Linked DNA regions of Oryctolagus cuniculus: region 2 is linked to region 1. Evidence: chromatin contacts called from public Hi-C data. All regions are on one chromosome and are shown on one strand. Each heading gives the region's core, a stretch centred on a gene start, on an enhancer-like site or on the middle of the called end of the contact. The rest is flanking DNA. Distances are from core to core; before and after follow the strand shown.

Evidence for each region. Hi-C and Micro-C count contacts between places; a contact is called where the count stands out from the background.
Region 2: a contact with region 1 is called in a Hi-C map of an unstated tissue, with 3 times the contacts expected there. The contact joins two enhancer-like sites. A contact is called at or near these places in 2 of 6 Hi-C or Micro-C datasets (skin fibroblasts and an unstated tissue).

Annotation. Positions count from the first base shown.
Region 1 is chr6:152,523,334-152,526,629 of mOryCun1.1, reverse strand. No RefSeq gene overlaps it. Among named protein-coding and RNA genes, the nearest start is that of LRATD2, 320 kb to the right of the region's middle. Within about 2 kb of position 1,644, at least 2 of the 8 cell types and tissues checked have an H3K27ac peak or open chromatin away from gene starts, as enhancers often do.
Region 2 is chr6:152,908,001-152,911,609 of mOryCun1.1, reverse strand. No RefSeq gene overlaps it. Among named protein-coding and RNA genes, the nearest start is that of MYC, 540 kb to the left of the region's middle. Within about 2 kb of position 1,474, at least 1 of the 8 cell types and tissues checked has an H3K27ac peak or open chromatin away from gene starts, as enhancers often do.

The DNA of each region.
Region 1 (3,296 bases), core at 395-2,894:
TGACCTGGCCAGACTTGCCCTTGGCTCAAGCTGCCTGCCCTGGACATCAAAAAAAGCCTGGGAGTGTATGCTTCTGGATATCCAAAGATTCTGACCTTGGAATCTGAGTCCCGTCTGAACTTGTCCTGACCTGTGTTCCCAGATGCACAGCATGAATCAGAGCTGCTACAGCAGCATAAGGCAGGCGACTCCAAGGAACAAGAGGTAGGCAGAAAGATGGGGCATGAGTATAGAAATGTGCTGTTAAATCAGCTATGATGGGGAGTGATGGTAGCTCATGTTTGAGATGTGTCTCAGAACCCATAGCCTTAGGGAAAGAGAAAGGGCTACATTTCCCCCAACAGTGCCCATGGCCCATTGTCCACTCATCCTTTGGAGAGTCCACCCTTCAAAGCTTAGCCAAGTTCTACTGTCAGCCAGAGAAGCTCAGCGGCTGGAGGAGCAGCTTGCACAAGTGCTGATCCGCATGGAAATGTTTGCAGAGACCCTGGGCTGGGACAACGGGAGCTTGTTCAGGCACTGTTCCATACAGTCTGTCCTCCCACTCTCCTGGCCTCAGACACCCAGGGGCCCCTCGCTAAGCATTTCAAGTGTATGATATCAGTCAGTCCTCCCAGAGCCCCCCAGAAATGCCCGGGAGACTGGCATCTTTCTCCTGGTGAAACACATCAGGAAGCTGGACCTCAGAGACAGCAGGCAACTGAAAGCAAGCAAATGGCAACTCCAACCTGGGAAAACCACCTTATTGTTCCCTGCTGGCCACCACTGAGCAGGGAATGGAGACCCTGGGCATGTCGTTCCAGCTGTCTGATTCCCTGTGTCCCAGTCTGACAGCCATGTCAATAGTTTTGCCTCCTATCTATACTGTGCTAAAGCCCAAGAGAGATATGAGTGTAAACTATACAGGGAAGCGCATAGGCGAGGATTTAATTTTTTTTTTCAGAAGGCAAAACCAGAAAACAAAACCCTATCAATATGACAGCGTGTCTTGGGCAGCATCAGATGAGAACAGGTTTCAAAGCCTGAGCCATGACTTGGGCGGTGCCGCTTGTAGAGACAGGCAACCACAGGGAGCTTGCGCAGCCCAGGCAGGTCCTTGCAGGGTTTAAGGGACAGCCTTGCCTGGGGTTCAAGGAAACATCCTAGTCTCCAGGGGCAGGACAGTTGCAGGGCGTGCCTCAGGTTGCCCCAAAGAAATGGAAGCTAAGAAGTACAGCTCCTGTCCTCTGAGCTGAAGCAGCTTTGCAACTGAAAGAGCCGTCAGCCCAGAGCACTTACGTTTCCATTATTATTCCCATGCTGCTGTGTCACAAATCACATTTTCCAGCCCTGGGCGTGTTGGTGCAGAGCTGCTGATGGCAGTTCCCATCACCGCAGCAGCTGACTGCTCCAGCCCGGCCTTGGGAGCCGCCAGCCTGCGGCTCATTAACTGCTGTACCTGCACACAGATTGCACACCCGGAGGGGCAGACGTTGCGTCTTTAAGGAAATTCTACAATGTCCTTTACACTATCAAAGTCCTGTTGGGATTTTCATGAGAAGAAAGATCGTGAAACCCTTGTCGATTTTCTTGTCGACCTGCATTAGGGATCAGCGGAGAGGGCTGAGGCTGGGCACAGTTTGACTCGCAGGCGCAAACACAAACACACCCAGGCGCCCCCGGCTTTAAAGCTGGGAATTTAAAGTGCCAGGCTGAGAGCGAGGCAGCGCCGCCATGCTCATGCCGCCATCAAGTGGCTAGATGAGGAACAGCACCAGGAAGGGTCTGCCAAATTCCACAGGACCCAGTCTGGCCTCTCTCTTCTCCCTTCCTCCCTCCCTCCTCTCCCCTCCTCCCTCCCTCCCTCCCTCCTCCGTCTCTTTCTTCCTTCCTGTCTCCCTCTCTCCTTTTCTCTTTCCTTTTCTTTGAAACACTTTATGCTTTGAAGTAGAAGAAAAGTGGATGAGAAACAATTGAGTCAGTCTCTCCTCTTTGCCCAGCCCTGTTCCTGGGGGATCTCCCTGTGTTTCACCATCACCCCTCACAGAAGCCTGGCTACAGTGGCTGGGGTGTGATGGTCAAATAGTCTTTAAAGAAATATGAATGGGACTGAACACGTTTTGATTCATCTGTTGTTAAGATACGTCATGTGAATTCAAGGTCGAAATGGAGCTTTGAGAAGGGAGGATTCCTCACAGGATTTCTTCAACTTTTATCTGTTGAGTGCATGGGACAAACTACACTTTTGCTTTGAATTAAAAAATAAGGCCTTAAAAAGACGCACTCATTCATTGTGCTTTGTCTTCCTCCTAATTCTTAATTTGTGGGAGCTTTCTGCAGCTAGCATACCATCCCTTTGCTGTGTCAGTTGCAAATTCTTGCTCATCGCTTTTCTGCCTTCTTTCCTTAAGAGACGTCTTTTCATTCGCAATTTTTGAAATGGCTATTATTGTTTTCTAAGATAACGGAAAGGGATCATTTTGTCTTTCCTTTACAGACTCTGCATTTCCTGTGTTGCTTAGGAAGCCCTCCTCCTATTCACAGTATAAAAATAGCCCCTAATATTACCTTTCAGTAAGAATTCTAGCATGTTTACGCTTCTAGTTCCTCCATGTGAATTATCCTTGTGCACCATTTAAAGGAAGCTAACATGATCGTCATCCAAATGTGGCATCAATTGTCTCGAGCCATTAAACAAGTCATGTGTCCTCTCGCCACTGACCCGAGAGGACACATTTATCACCAAGCACACACAGGCAGCTGGATCTGATTGGTTCCAGCACCACATTTGTGTTTCATGACCTTATGGTGTTTTTGGTTTTTTTTTTTTTTTTTTTTTTTTTTTTTTTTTTTTTTGACAGGCAGAGTGGACAGTGAGAGAGAGAGACAGACAGAAAGGTCTTCCTTTTTGCCGTTGGTTCACCCTCCAATGGCCGCCGCCGCTGGCGTGCTGCGGCCGGCGTACCACGCTGATCCGATGGCAGGAGCCAGGTGCTTCTCCTGGTCTCCCATGTGGGTGCAGGGCCCAAGCACTTGGGCCATCCTCCACTGCACTCCCTGGCCATGCAGAGAGCTGGCCTGGAAGAGGGGCAGCCGGGACAGAATCCGGCACCCCGACCGGGACTAGAACCCAGTGTGCCAGCGCCGCAAGGCGGAGGATTAGCCTAGTGAGCCACGGCACTGGCCCGACCTCATGGTTTTTAATCTTGTAGAAAAAGCACATACTCCTGACTGTTTTTTGTTCACACAGTATTCTTCGCCATCCTTGAACATTAGCATCTACATCATATAAGCAGGTCTTGCCAGAACTGTTATGG
Region 2 (3,609 bases), core at 225-2,724, 390 kb before region 1:
CCATTCACATCAAGATTCATTTTCGATTATCTTAATATACAGAAGATCAGCTTAGTATACATTAAGTAAGGATTTCAACAGTAGCAATTGAATCATACTGTTTGCATTTTTTTGTGTCTGATTTCTGTCACTCAGCATAGAATTAGTGAGTTCATTCCATGTTATTGCATATACTGATATTAGTAATTTGTTCTTTTATTGCTCAGTATTGTTGCATTCCATAAAAACATACTTTTTTATTTTTCATGTTGAACATTTGACTTTCTGTTAGTTTTTGGATGCTACGAATCAATGTTGCTAATCATATTTTTGTGTGTATCTTTTATTGTATTTTATTTCTTTTGAGTATATCTCCAGGAATGGAGTTTATGGAGCATGGTATATACAAATGCTTATCTTTACCAGATACTGCCAGCTGCTTTTCAAAGGGATTGAATTTTTCAAAGAGATTTTTATGTATTTTGAAAGGCAGAGCTACAGAAACAGAGAGACAGAGAGACAGAGGGGGAGAGAGAGAGAGAGAGAGAGAGAGAGAGAGAGAGAGAGAAAGAGAATCTTTAATCTGCTGTTTTGTTTCCTAAATGTCAGCAACAAACAGTTCTGAAGCAGGCCAAACACAGGGTCCAAGAACTCCATCTTGGTCTCCTACATGGATGTCAGGGGCCTAAATACTTGAGCCATTTTCCACTGCCTTCCAAATCACATTAGCAGGAAGCTGGATTGAACAGAGTAACTGGGACTCAAACTGGTGTTCTGATATGGGATGCTGGCTTTGCAAGTGGTGGCTTAACCTACTGTGCCACAATGCAGGCCCCTTAAAGAATGAATTAATTTGCACACAGTGAACAGCTAGCAATGTTTGAGTTCCTCTTCTCTTACACATCAATGGTTGTTTCTGTTAGGTTTTAAAAACTTTTAACCATTCTCACGAGTATGCAGTGGTAACTCATAGAAGTTTCAATTTGCATTTTACTGATGAATGATCTGTGTGACATTCAATATTTTTTGTTCCTATATTTATAGCCTATCCTAGCTTGCCTTTTCATTGTTTGCATCCTGTTAAAGAAATATCTGCTACCCCAAGGGGTGTAAAACTATCCTTTCCCCCATATAAGCTACTTTTTTGATGGCTCTTGTTTGGTATATCCTCTGTCTATAATTATTTTTAAGTACCGTATGAGGACATTTCAAAAATCTCATGGAAAATGGAATGAAAATATGTCTATTTTGAATTTGGAAATCTATGAATATGAGGAGTTTTTAAAAAAGCCAATGCATATTATAAAAAAGCAAGAATCAAAGTTTGTTTTTGCCATGCAGGTACCCAATAGCACTATTTATATAGATCACAATCCTTACCCTGCTTACATTTGCCTCTAAGTCATAAATCTGGTGACTATGTATGTGTGCTTATATTTCTGAACTCTATCTTTTATTTCATCCATCAGTTTGTCTATTCTTATACCAATTTGCACAGTGTCAACAATCACAGCTCTGTAGTTGGTTTCCAAAACAGATGGTGTAAGTCTAGGCTTCCTTCTTCTGCAATCCTTTTTCTTTTCTTGGTGCTCTGCATTTCTAAATAAATTTTGGAATTAGCATGCTTATTCTTTTTTTTGACAGGCAGAGTTAGACAGTGAGAGAGAGAGAGACAGAGAGAAAGGTCTTCCTTTCATTGTTTCACCCCCCAAAATGGTCGCTATGGCTGGCGCTGTGCCAATCTGAAGCCAGGAGCCAGGTGCTTCCTCCTGGTCTTCCATGCTGGTGCAGGGCCCAAGCACTTGGGCCATCCTCCACTGCCTTCCCAGGCCACAGCAGAGAGCTGGACTGGAAGAGGAACAACCAGGACAGAACCGGCAACCCAACAGGGATTAGAATCCGGGGTGCCAGTGCCGCAGGTGGAGGATTACCCAAGTGAGCCACGGCTCCAGCCAGCATGCTTATTCTTTTTTTTTAACATTTATTTAATGAATATAGATTTCCAAAGTACAGCTTATGGATTACATTGGCTCCCCCCCACCGATGACTTCCCTCCCACTCGCGACCCTCCCCTTTCCCGTTCTCTCTCCCCTTCCATTCATATCCAGATTCATTTTCAATTTTCTATATATACAGAAGATCAGTTTAGTATACATTAAGTAAAGATTTCAACAGTTTGCACCCCCATAGAAACACAAAGTGAAAAATACTGTTTGAGTACTCGTTATAGCATTAAATCTCAATGTACAGCACATTAAGGACAGAGATCCTACATGAGGAGTAAGTGCACAGTGACTCCTGTTGTTGACTTAACAAGTTGACACTCTTGTTTATGGCATCAGTAATCTCCCTATGCTCCAGTCATGAATTTCCAAGGCTATGGAAGCCTTTTGAGTTCTCCAACTCCTATCTTATTTAGACAAGGTCATAGTCAAAGTGGAAGTTCTCTCCTCCCTTCAGAGAAATGTACCTTCTTTGAAGACCTGTTCTTTCCACTGGGATCTCACTGACAGAGATCTTTCATCTTTCATTTAGGTGTTTTTTTTTTTTTTTCCAGAGTGTCTTGGCTTTCTATGCCTGAAATACTCTCATGGGCTTTTCAGCCAGATTCGAATGACTTTAGGGCTGATTCAGAGGCCAGAATTGCTGTTTAGGACATCTGCCATTCTATGAGTCCCAGCATGCTTATTGTAACAACAATAATGAAAGGGAACTTCAGAGACTTTAATTGGGATTCCTATTTTGTACAGTTTTCTTTATAATGTCTCTCTGCCCTCCAGATTATAAGATCCATAATTGTAGGAAGATTCCTTGTTTTAAATTAGATTATATTGTCTATAGGTTATTTTTTAGAGTATCTACATCTTCGCAACAGTCTTACAAACCATGACTATCCTAAGTCTCTTCATTTATTTAAGTTCCATTTACTTTCTGTCATCAATTATTTCCAATGTCCAGCTTTGAGATCTTGGAATCTCTGATTAAATTTATTCTTAAGTTGAAAGCTTTGATGTGATTATAAATGTTCTTTTTACGGTTCTCTGATTTTTCTGTTGTTTGTGTTTAGAAATATAATTAACTTTTGAATACAACTCTATATTTGATATCTTGCTAAATTCACTTGTTAGTTCTGATAATTTATATATTTCTTGGGGTTTTCTTTTAGCATAATCGTCTCTGAATAAGATAGTTGCACTTCCTCTTTTTATTCAATGTGTCTTCTATTTATTTTTCTTGTCTTATTTCACTTGCTAGCATTTGAATAATTTTGAATACAAGTAGTTATAGGGATAGAGAAATAAGATAGGGAGAGTTTGCATGAAAGGGAAATACTACATAAAAACATAAACTGAAGAAAATCAATCAGATTTCTGTGAGCCTATGATTGGTCTAAGGAGACTGCTGCTTTTGGAGCAATTTTGGTGGGGCAGATTTTGTGATTGTATTAACCAACCTCTATTACCAATACAGTTAATTATTCTGATGGTGTTTTCTCCAGTATGGTATGTGATTCTGTGGTCCAGCTTGTGAAAGAGTGACTTACTGACTGACTATCTCAAAACTGCTTTTCTCTATTATTCTCTATTGCTTGTGAAATCAAAAAAATCAATTGACACAAATTATACAAGT